Linked DNA regions of Anas platyrhynchos: region 2 is linked to region 1. Evidence: chromatin contacts called from public Hi-C data. All regions are on one chromosome and are shown on one strand. The core of a region is the stretch at or near the end of the contact, and the rest is flanking DNA. Distances in the headings are between cores, read along the strand shown. Region 1 holds the start of VRK1 (VRK serine/threonine kinase 1). Region 2 has its middle 64 kb from the start of PAPOLA.

Region 1 (6,173 bases), core at 2,824-5,323:
CAGTTCTTATGCAAATCATATATTTTGTTACATGTCATGTAAATTTTATGTAGATTAGTGTGGTCATGAACACCAAAACTACACTACAGAGCAGCCTGACAGGAAGGATTCCATGGGTACAGAAGAGCAGCAATAAGTGTTTTTATTTTTTGCCAGACACCTAGTTTTGGGTAATAAAGCTTGCCAGAAGACAGAAAAGTATATATTATAAGATACAATATTTTATTTTTAATTTTTGTGGTGTGATATCTTCTTCTGATGAAACATTCAATGACTTCTGCCCCTTCTACTTTCTCCAAGGAAGTTCGTATGAGACAATTAATCCACCAAATACTTGTTTATATGAATACAAATTAATGTTTTGTATGAAAAAGCATGTGATATGCACTGCTTTTTTTTTCTTTTTTTTTTTTTTTTTTTTCTTTCTTTCTTTCTGTCTGTCTCTTTTTTCTCTCTGAACAATAAGCTCCTTGGATAAAAACTGCTGTGTCCAATCTTACAAAATATCTCAGGTATTTAGGGTGTTGCTTGGATGTACAAGAAAAATGTTGCTTATATGTTAAATCTTTAGTGCTCTCTCTCTGTAGTTCTGCTCTTTCTCCAAGTGTTAATCAAGCTGCTGGCTAAAAGCAGAGATGGGAATCTGTTATTTCCTAGATTCCAGTAACTCCAGGTGCTGTGCCAGAGCACCAGGGGAGGAACGTAAGAGAACTGCAGCCTTGTGTCCTCACTGCTCTGCCAGTATTTCTAACCTTGCTATCTGCCTGCCCGTCTCTTCCACCAGTTTTACTGTCCTTTACACATTTCCCTTACAACTGCAATATCCATTCCAGACCAATGCTCTTGCTGCCCTCCAGCTTTTATTCCCTTTTAAAAGCTGTTTACTTGTCAGAAACAACGTTACCTGTATTCATTCCATTTTTTTGGGAGTGAGGGGACAGGTCAGAACAACTAACAGAAAGCTTTGGAATTTATTTGATATTTACTGACCGTAAACTCTTTGAACAAATGAAACATTTTTCTCTGTATCTGGGTAACATGCAGTAAATTTTGCTTGCTTGCACGATACAGATGGTAGAAATACATAAATAAAATGCAATGTAATATAATAAAGTGAAATATAAATATATAAAGCTGACATCCTCATTTATTTTCTGTGAAAGGAAACCCCAAGGAGATTGCTAGAGAAAGTAACAAATATATGGTAAGTGATTCTTTATTTTTCCCACCACACAAATACATTTTCAAAAAGTGAGGAAAAGATGCTTTTTTTTTCTTTTTTTTTTTTTTTTTTTTTTCAAGCAACAGAGTTAATACTGCAGTTGTTCAAAAATCTGCTGTGGAAAACTTGCAATAGCCTCGTGATCTTGGGAGCAATGGTGACGTCTTTAAGCAGCGGGAAATATAGAACTGCAGATAGGGAGTAATTATACAAGGTGTTGCAAAGCATGGAGTTCTGCCTGTTTGCATCAAAAGAGGGTTTAAAAATATATAACCTCATTCTTCCTTGCTTTTTGCTAGTGACTAGTCACCATAAGAAATCATTATTTGATCAGTACGTCTATTGCTACGGGTAAGCTCACCTCATTCAAGAGATCTCTATCCTCAGAGCTACAAAGGATTATAAATAATAAGTTTATAGATTTCTGATTTCTTATTTAGATAGCATGCAGTGAGAACACCACTACTATTTAGCAGAGAAATGTTTGGAGGTATGCTAATGACCACAAGAAAATTTCAAACCTCCATAATGTGCTTTAATCACCAGCTGGAGATCAAAAGCCACCATGTGATTTTATACAGCATGGGCAGCTTCCAGAACTGCCTTACATGGAAGGAGATCAATGGTAAAATTGGTAGATACAGCAAAGCTTTTGCAGTAAAAGCGTTTTATGTATCTTGTTCAAAGCATTTAAGTGCCTTTTAGATCACTGATTGAACCATAGACATTATAAAGTGGAACCTTTTAATACCAAAATAAATTTGCAGAGTAAAATTCCATTATAGGAAAAAGCATTGCACTGCAACAGGATAGATAATAATTCTTTCACATGTAATGGGATATATGAAATGTTTGATGATAAACAGAAGTTCTTTGTATTGCTATAGTTAGACTGCCTGTACTGTTGTTTGTCTGCACATGAATGTATCTACAGCGTAGGATATCCAGCATTCCCCAGATAAAACGTGTGTATACCTATAAATATAATTTTTAACTAAGATGGGTGAAGACACTTCCGAGACAGTCTGGGCGTTTATTTTTAAGTAGAAAAAAATTGCCCGTGCATACGAGTTTTGGACCTTGACCAAAGAAAACATACAAACCCTTTAGAAACTCATGAAAGCCCTTTAATTTGGATTAATTTAATGCACTTCAAACAAGCTCTCGCGTTAGAAGTTTCAAATTATTTAAAATGATCCCCTTTAACAGCTTCAAATCATGCCTGTTAGCTTCAGAAAACTTCAGGAAAAAGTGAAATTTCCAAGTGATCTGACTCTGTAGCATTTCTTCTACACTGTTTTCATTAAGGCCTCTAATACTCCATCTCTTTTTCATGAAATTAACAGGTACTCTGTAGAGTTTGGACCTCTTCTTCCCTATCTTCCATTTCTCTATTTACCTATTTAGCTACTTAATGTGAGGAATGAATACAGAAGATATTTTCAAAGAACTGCAAGATTTTAAAAGACCTTTCCTCCCTCTGCATCTTAATTTTGAATTTAATATATTTTGAACGGTACAATTAATAATGACCTTGCAATTTGTAATACAGAATTAGGAGTCCAGAAATCCATTTCTTACTCAGGCATTGAATACAAATTTCCTTTGTTACAACAGGCTAAACAAACTGTAGTCAGCATCTCTGTGTTTGTTTCTCCATTTGTTTTAAGGGCAAAATAGGTATTTGCTGAAGTGATTCTTTATTAAGTTCTTTAAGGACTTGATTCTATTTTAAAATGATATTGTACCTTCCTTTGGTATGAAGAGCTGAAGTGTCAGCCCTATCTCATGTGGAATTTTTTAGACAGAAATGTAATATCTTTACTGAACAAATCAGTTTCGTCATCAAATTGATTGAATATTCAAAATTATAGTTGATTCTCTCTGGGTTCTGAAGGAATTCATAAACAAAAATGTAAGGTCCTATCTAAGCAAATACAAAAATTAGTCCAACTTGTAAAGACAACTGGAAAGATCTTAAATGCGTCAAAAATTATTTGTAGCTACCTTTTAATAGCGTTCTGTACAATAGTTTTTTACTGCTTTCCTAAAATACACCAGAGCTGTGAGGTTACCAAGCAGATCATCTTGAAGTCCTCTTGGAATGTATAATAGTGGGTGAACAAAGACAACTCTGCGGCATCATACTGCTATTCTTAGGGAATGGTGGCTTTCCTTTTGAAGATTAACAGCAGCACATTAAAGGAAAGAAAACACACCTTTCATTTAATTTGTACACATCGTCACACTAAAGAAAATAACGTGAAATGCGAATGAGAGGGAAAGAAAAAGGAAAAAAGTTGTTTTAAGTTGTTTGCACTTTTGCGTGGCATCAGTATAGTCATGCTGCAGGGTAAGAGTTGGATATGACTGGAAGTGTAACTGTGCTCTGTGGTGGAACCCCTTGCTTCTTCACAGACATTTTGTGACCTCTAACCTCAGGTTTTTAGCAAGACTTTTCGGGTTTAATGCTTCACGGTTTGACTAGGACCTGAGAGAAGTAGAGAGGGGCAGTGACAAAGGGAGCAGGTGTGCTGCTGGGGGTTTGTGAGGCGTTTGGGTGAGGGCAGAGCGCAGGGATGGCCGGCATGGGCCCCTCAAGGCCTCGGCACCAACCACTGCTGCGCCACCTGGTCCCCCACACCCTACGGCCTGTGTCCCACCATGGCTCTGGGCCCAGGACACCTCCATCGGCCTGCCCACCCCCTCCCTGACGCGCTTCGTTTTAAAACCGCCCACTTTCAAACAAAACTCCCCAAACTCGGCGGTTTCCCGAACTACATTTCCCATCATGCCCTAGTGCCCCAGGCGGGGCCGGGTGAGGCGGGAGCGCGGCGGCCAATGGGCGCGGCCGATGGTGGGAGGTGGGCGCCGCGGCGGGGCGGGCCGCCGGCGGGCAGTGCGGGAATTTCAGACGGGGCGGCGGCGGCGGTGGCGGCCGGGCCGGGGCGCGGAGGAGGTACTGGTGGCCGCCTCGGCTCGGGCGGGCCTCGGGGCCCTTTTTTCATTTTATTTTTTTCCTGGGGACGCCGTTTCGGCCTCGTGGGAGCCGCCTCGGGCGGCGGGGCCTGGCCGCGGCCCTTCCCGCAGGTGCTCGGCGCCCAGCAGCGGCGGGCAGGGGCTGAGGCGCGGCGCGGAGGGCCCGGCGTGCAGGCCTCGCGGTCCCCTGCCCGGGGCTGCTCCCGAGTAATCCTGAGGTGCTGCTGTTGTCAGAAGGCCGCTGCCGCCTTCTCTGGAGGAGTGAACTGTTGGGTAAATTCCCAGGGGTACCCCCCAGCAGGCGGGGTTCCTGATGAATTTCAGAGGTGGTAATTTTGTACGGTGTGCCAAGCCGCCAGGCAGCCGCAAAGTTAGGTCACTTTCACGTGCATGGGTACTTGCTGTTGGTTTGGAGGTGATTTGGAGTGACAGAGGCACCTTATAAAGGGTTCCGTGTTCTTTATTGTAAGAACTAACTGAAGGCATCGGATTTTGAGGAGAACCTGTACTTCTCCACCACACAGAAGAGTAAAATGTATCTGTTGGAGACACTTGGGAATTAGTTAGCAACACAGCAATTCCCCTTGTAAATGACTGCCTCCTTTCTCTGAGCAAACTTCTGAAGTTAGGGGGAAAAAAAAGAAGGTTGTGTTGGTGTGTTTTTAAAAAACAAAACCAAAAGCCCCACAAAACAACACATAAAGTTCAGTTTGCCTAGTATGATGCAATCATGATGAAGAACTTTTAGTAAATTGTGGTCTAACAATGCACACTTACTCATTTTGTATTTAAAAAAAAAAAAAAAGATTCTTATGGAAAGAGCTGTAAGGCCTCATCTTCCATACGTAGCATCATTTGTTAGCTGTCAATCTCTGGGAACCGAGATTATTAACCGAGCAGTACTCAAAAATGTAAGATGATGATAGTGAGCAAAGATTTCTTTGTATATGCTGGACACACAAATTGTGATGGGTCCATGTACCCCTTGGCACTGCATGTCACTGCTGTTCAGGTGCATTTTTTGTGCTCCTTCCTGTGAAGCAGTCCTGCAGCACTCAGAAGTCTTCAGGTGTTGCGTTCTTCCCCTCTTGCTCAGTAAGCGAAAACATTTCTTTTGTTTCTGGTGGTCTTTATTTCCTTTTTTTTTTTCAGGCAGAAAAGGTGTGTTGCTGTGACCAATGAGCGGTATTAATGATGCACAGACTTCAGGTCTTGCCAGGCCTACGTGTTCGTGAAAAGGAGCACAGGTCACCAACGTGCCTTCTCAGCGCTGAGAATGAGAATAGGTCCTACTGAGATAAACAACCATGAAAACGACAATTTCCTGAGAATAAAAGGAGAGGATCAGGAAGAAACCAGTCAGACTTGCCACGCAGCTGAAATGCGTCCTTCAAAATAAATTTGATTTATATTAATTACAAAGTTTTATTGAGAACGGATGCTACCACCAATTGAGAAGTGGCTATTCATATTTATTCTAAGAGTTCAAGTGTAGTTAGAGTAGCAACCATTGCAGACACGTTTGTAAAGATAACACTACTAATGGAACTATTGATGCAAAATTGTCTGCATATCTCAAGTACGGTTTATTCAGTTTCTTCCAAGATGTTTTATTAGGGAGAAGGAGAAATAGCCTTTGTGGTACTAAGAGGCTTTCAGAGAGAGTTTAGACAAATAGGCTTCTGTTATTCATACTTGTTAGAAGGAAGATCTTTGTTTTGCACATATTGTAACCACATAAAATGCTGCTGTTTACAATCGTGCACCTTGAAAATTGTTCTTGTCAGATACCTTAGCTAAGTAGGGTCAGATCTATTTGCTACTTGAATGATAGTATAGTACTTGACACGGGTGGCACTCTCTTTCCAAGGACTTCAGCATGGCTGCAGGCACTAATGAATTGAGCTTCACAATACCTGCGAGATAGAAAGTATTTCCATTTACTGATGGGGAAAGGTAATTGAGATGCAGG
Region 2 (5,784 bases), core at 453-2,952, 77 kb before region 1:
AGCATTGCTTTGGCCCTGGGTTGCAAAGGTGCAGCATCTTGTCTTTCACCATTCCTGGTTTGCATTAACTCATTCTGCTGCCTTTTGACTCACTTTATTTCCCTTTTATAAATTTTACTCTGTTGCTTGGGTTCCTGTCTCACATTTTTATGCCTTTTTCTCTGGTGTAGAAGAAAGGATGGGTCTCCTACACGAGAATTTCCTGTGCCAGGCTGTCTTCCTCTGGTAATAGAATTGCCGCTTGCTGTGCCTGAACAAGGGAGTTATTTTCCACCCTCCTCCCTATTACAGAGTCACTTCTGGCCCTGAATTCCACTTTCCCCTGCTTCTATCCTGGATTATGTTTCTTATGGGCTAATAATAATAATACTTACCTGCCTCTCAGGGGTGTTGTGAAGATTAATTAGTTAATGAGCTCTGAAGATGAAAAGTGCTGCATCATTGCTAAATATTATTGTTGTTCGTATCCTGTATAGATTGAACTCATCAATATCAGTATTTCAATTATAAATCTCACCCTACCATTTTTCAATTAAGCCCACTAGATCACGTTATCCATCACTCACTTCTTGTTCCTCTGGCTTCTTTCTACTTTCTGCTTTTCAGAATAGACACACAATAACCATGTGTTCCTGTAAATAAAAGATTTGCCTTTTGTTTCAATGTCCCCTTCTTCCTTTTAGTATTAAAAATTAGAGTCCACAGAGGACTCTGAGCAAAGTGATAGTTTCTGCTCCTTTATCTGAAGTAAAATCTCCTTCAAAGTCTGTGGCACTACCTCCTCAAAACAGTATCCTCAGTAGAAAGATGGTAGGAATTAAAATAATAAAAAAACACACCTCATCTTCAATACCTCTCTCATATTGAATCATCATTCTGAGCTATGTCTTCTGCCTTCTTTTAGCAGTTATCAGGGTTATCTTTAAGTCCATGAAATCGCTCTTTGCTCCCACACACTGCAGTGGACCTGCTGGGTGAAACAAGGAGCAGGGATTCCCCAGCACTCCTCAGCTCCCCCAGAAACACTTCATGCAGTGCTGCTGTTGTGGAAGTCAGGATGTACCATGCCTCATTTCTTCCTTTAGCACACGGAGATGTGCTTGGCTGTCCTCTTTGCAGATCAATCATCAGCCAACATCACTGCTTTTTTGTTTGTCTGTTTACCTTTCTTCCTTTCACCCAAGACTCAGTCTCTGGATGCTGCTCAGACTCCTGTTCTCTCATGCTGAAAGAATATCTGGGGAATGTCACCTGGCCCATCTTTTCATCTGTTCCTGTCTCTTGCTAATCTAAACCAATCTGTTTGAAAAATGTGATGACTGTTGCTTAAAAAAATGATCCTTTACCTCACCTCCCACACGTTACAGATAACAACACCTGAAGCAAGGGCCAGTGTGGTGCAAATGTGGCAGGGAGGCTGGAGGTGCTCTGCTTCAGGGGTTTCCTTCTGCCTCCGTGTGTGGTTCCTAGTGCAGCCGGCAAAGACTGCTCGGGAACCACTCCAAGATTTTAATTTCTGCACTACGGCAAATCTGCATCTCTCTGGAAATCTGTAAAAGCAAAATCGTTCTCACCACCCTGTACACTTGTGTGGGAGGGGACACAAATTTGGAACAACCAGGGGCAGGCTGCCTGTTTACATCCCAGGCAGGCCCCTCAGCCCGGGACCGCCGTCAGTCTCAGCCGCTCTTTCATTCTCATCGGAGCTGTTCCACTTTGCGCAAATAATTAAATAGTCATTGGGCCTGAGAGAGGGAGGTGTCTACAACACTGCTTGTGGTAAGGGAAGGACACGATCAACCCAAACAGCTTGCAAAAGAGCCTCTAAATTCAACAAACCCTGCAAGACATCTTAACTCTTCTGTCTCCTGTCTAGACCTTGGGAAGCATAATCTTTCTTTGGAGAGGCGTTGTCAGATCAAGCAGAAATAATGCTGGCTGAGCTCAAACAACAACCATATTTGATATTTTCTGCTGATTGAGCTGTCCAGTTGACTGGAAAGGGCTGACAGCAGAGAGAGCCCTGGTCTGAGCAGAGCAGCTCCCAGGCCAGCTGGCGAGGGAATGGGTCTGCGCCAGGTAATTATTGCCTAGTGCAGAGGTCGAAAGCCTCAGAGAGGCTGATGTACTAATGAAACACAAATGGGACATCTGTGTTCAGGAGTTCAGCAAAGCACAGAAAACAGGGCTTTGCCAGGAATATATGTACTACTGAAAGCAAGCTCACTTCCTCGAGCTAAGGGAAGTCCTCTGAAGAGTAAAGGCATGAGCAAGCCTTTTGCAATGTTTTTTTTTGTTTGTTTGCAGGATGACTTAAAGGCTTCCAGAGATTGCTGTGGGCTTTGTAGCATTATGGAGAGGAAATGGGTGCATCCAAATAGCATGATGTAAGGTAGCGTAAGGAGGGTGGAGAGAGGTAGTAAAAGAAAAGTTGATGTAAATGAAGTTACTGGGAGTCATTACTGATGTGGCTGGTGTTAGGTCTGAAAAAACTGTGTGGTACCAGGGACAGCTGGGTGGGCTGTTACTGCTAAATGACTGTAGTTACAGACACAAGAGTTAGTCTATGATTTTTTTTTTTCCCTATGAATTCTGATCTTTTCGTAGCTCACGTAGCTATGTCATTAGAGATGTGTTTCGAAAGTGTTTTTTCTTTTTAAACACTGGGGTGAGATGGACTTGTTATATATATACTCACGTCTGTAAATATATAGGAGAGCACTCTCTGCAGAATAACTACCAAAAGGCTCAGGGTACTAACATTACTGAAATCACACTGTCATAGTCACATTTCAGTGGAGACTTAAGCACTGTATTGGGTAAAAGATTTTAACCTAAACCCTGCATGTTGAGGACAAGCCTCACAGAGCAGCAGGGTATTTCAGGACTGATGTTCGTTAGGGCATCCTAACCAACCTATGTTTAGTCCTGTTAAGGGATGCTAGTTACCCCCTTCTGGAGGTGCGGGATAGTTGGGTGAAGCGGGAGAGGATCTGAGGCAGCTGAATTTCACTTTTTTGACTGGGAAATGGAGTTTAATTGTGGTACCCTTCAAGCTCAGTAAGCTTTGTCAAAGCTGGGAGGGTAGGAGGTGTGCTGAGGTCCGTGCAGGTGCATCCATGTCCATGGTGCAGCCAAGATGTGTGGGTACCTGTCCAGCTACTCCCTACTGTGCCTGGGCTGGGTGGGAAGCACGGGGCCCTGGTCAGACACACTCTCCATGAGAGAGACAAGGCCCCAGGTGCTGCTTGGGCTCAGCAGCAGCTAGGTGAAGGGAACCAGCTGGGTTCCAAGCACTGGTACCCCTGCTCAGCAGGGAGGGAAAACCACGCTTATCCTTGCCCTTTTTCAGCTTCCTCCTTTATCTGCTAAGCAGTGAAGAAGGAAATAATTTAGCTCATCTGGAGCTGCTTGTACCTGCATGTCTCCTTGTTGTGTCCTCCTACCCAATATTGGCAAGGTGCCTTCAGAGCAGCAGGCCTTGGAATTAGCTGTCCTTTTCTGGGGAGGAATGGCCAATATTTCTTGTGTTGGGAGGTTTAGTGTGCCCTCAGGCTGTCCCTATGAAGGTGAGTACAACACTTCTCCAGTATTGCTGTGTCAGAGCTGGGTGTGAGCCCATGTTCGATGAGAGGTGTATCTAGGACCTTCTGGCTGGGAGGTGAGAGCACAAAGGCTGGCACAGAGGTCCTGACTATGAAATGTTGTCAACAGGCTGTTAGAAGTGGTCTGTAAAGTGATATGACTTCAAGAGTGGGGCAGGGGATTCTTTTACACCTTCAAGTTGCTGGTTCTGAAGGGTTTCGTTTTGTCCATTTTGACATTTGCTGTGTTCTCCTACTAACCACTGGGCTAGGTAATTATGTTCTGCATACCTAAAACTTTCTCCTAGTGGCACACAGTATTCCTTGTCTTCTATGCTATGTTGCTATGTCATGCTAATTTTCCTTGTCTGAGTGTTTCAGGTCTTCAATGGCATTAGTGACTTCATTTTGTTGACGGGTGAAATATATGTATTTAAAATTAAAAATCAGTTTACTAAACATGGTTTTGGGAAAAAACACAACACATAAAAACAGGAAAAAAAACACCCAACAACACTTAGACAATGTAATGGGGCAAGTAGCGCAGTGTTCTGCCACTGCTTTTACACTCTGATTGGATTCCTTTCCATGTTTCTTGTATTACAAGCTGTAATTCAAGACTTCAGGAGACGATCACTTATTCTGAGCGATGAATTTTAATCAGCTGCACTGGCTTGCTTCTTGCACACAGTGATCACTGATCGCTGTAGCAAACTTTTGGTTATTACATTTACGTCTGTTTGCATATAGCTGTGACTTGTCTGGAGAGGCGGCTGATAGGGATGAGCCAGTGGCTACTGGACCGACTGGGAGCTTATCCAAGGGAACGCTGGATTAATTACTAAATCTGAGAAAAAAGCATCTGGGGGAGGAGAAAGTGAACTCATTTTTATTTATGAGAAGCAACTTCATTGTTGCTTCTGGCTCTAGAGTAAACCTTCAGGAGTAGATACATAAAATATATTCGCTGTTGCTGGGATTAGATCTTAACCCACTTCTTTGAACTACCTGTGTGGAAAAGAAGTGGTTCCTTTGTGGATTTACCCCAGCCTTGGCAAAAAAATGCCTGCCCTTTGCAGAGGTAGGACAGAGAAATCCAGGTGGGGGAGCCCTGAGTAGTGAATGCCCCAAGTGAGGGGGAGAGCTGGACATGTCGCATTATGCAGCAGAGCTCTGGAGCCAGGCGCTGGTGGATATAAAATCCAACCAAATCACCTTAAAACAAACTCCTCTAAAAACCATGAAATATCCAGCCTAGCTGAGAAAGAAGGCAATGTGTTTGTTTGTTTGTTTGTTTGTTTGTTTTCCTAATTTACTATTTTATTAATGCAATAAAAGGTGGGAATCTGAAGATGAGTTGGGTTCAGCTTCCTTAGCACTATGAGAAGTGCTGCCCTGTAGCACAAGAATGGCACTGGATTATTTTGTTCATTCAAATACTGTTCCTCATGTCCTCCCTTCTTCCTGATGACTTGGCTTCTGGTTGCCTGGCTCTAAACCAAATTCCTGACACAGCCAGGACAGTCGGTGCCTACACACTCATACAAACAGCTACTGTCTAGGGATTAATTCCTCCCTGTTAAGATTTGTGGGTCTCTGTAGACACAAGCAAGAGGATAGAGCAAAGTGTGCTCTGTAGTGAGGGACTGTGAAGGTTCCCTGGCCAAGACAGGGGCTGGCTGGACATGGCAAGGTGTACTAGTGAGGTGAAATGTAGGCTGACCACCAGGAAAAAGCTAGAGCAGACATATGGACCTGGGATGCATGCTGGAGCCCTGGCAAATGTGATTGCAGCTATCATGCAGGTTGAGACCTACTGCTCTGGAGATTGCATGTGTTATATTTACATGGGCTCCTGACCTTTAAAAAGTGGTAATTTTGAGATCTGCTACTTACTGAGTACTGTGGAGTGTATTTCACCATTAGTCAGGGTTTATACTGCTAAATGTTTTCTCAGTTCAGTCTAAAACTGATAATAGAGACCATCAGTTAGAAGATAAAATAGCCACTTAACCAGTCTTATATGTTGCCCTTCCTTCTCCATACAGTATTCTAGATTCGTCATTTTCTTATGTTTTCCTTCTGTCACTCTATTTATTTATTTATTTTATATATATATTCCTGAAGAGAAAAGGAAACATGTCAGCCAGTCCTTGGGAGCCAGAATTACCCTAATTCTGTTCATCCAGATCTCAGTCCA

The links. A called contact is a pair of places that touch in the nucleus more often than the background predicts.
Region 2: a Hi-C map of small yellow follicle shows a contact between it and region 1, with 2.1 times the contacts expected there. The contact joins the enhancer-like site here to the promoter of VRK1 in region 1. A contact is called at or near these places in 4 of 8 Hi-C or Micro-C datasets (F1 follicle, F5 follicle, skeletal muscle and 1 more).

Annotation. Positions count from the first base shown.
Region 1 is chr5:14,608,719-14,614,891 of IASCAAS_PekinDuck_T2T, reverse strand. It overlaps VRK1 (VRK serine/threonine kinase 1), which reads left to right and starts at 4,073. Exons shown (of 13, transcript XM_027458514.3): 1 at 4,073-4,181.
Region 2 is chr5:14,684,004-14,689,787 of IASCAAS_PekinDuck_T2T, reverse strand. No RefSeq gene overlaps it. Among named protein-coding and RNA genes, the nearest start is that of PAPOLA, 64 kb to the left of the region's middle. Within about 2 kb of position 1,702, at least 3 of the 8 cell types and tissues checked have an H3K27ac peak or open chromatin away from gene starts, as enhancers often do. A contact at or near this core is called in F1 follicle and small yellow follicle, where this site is marked.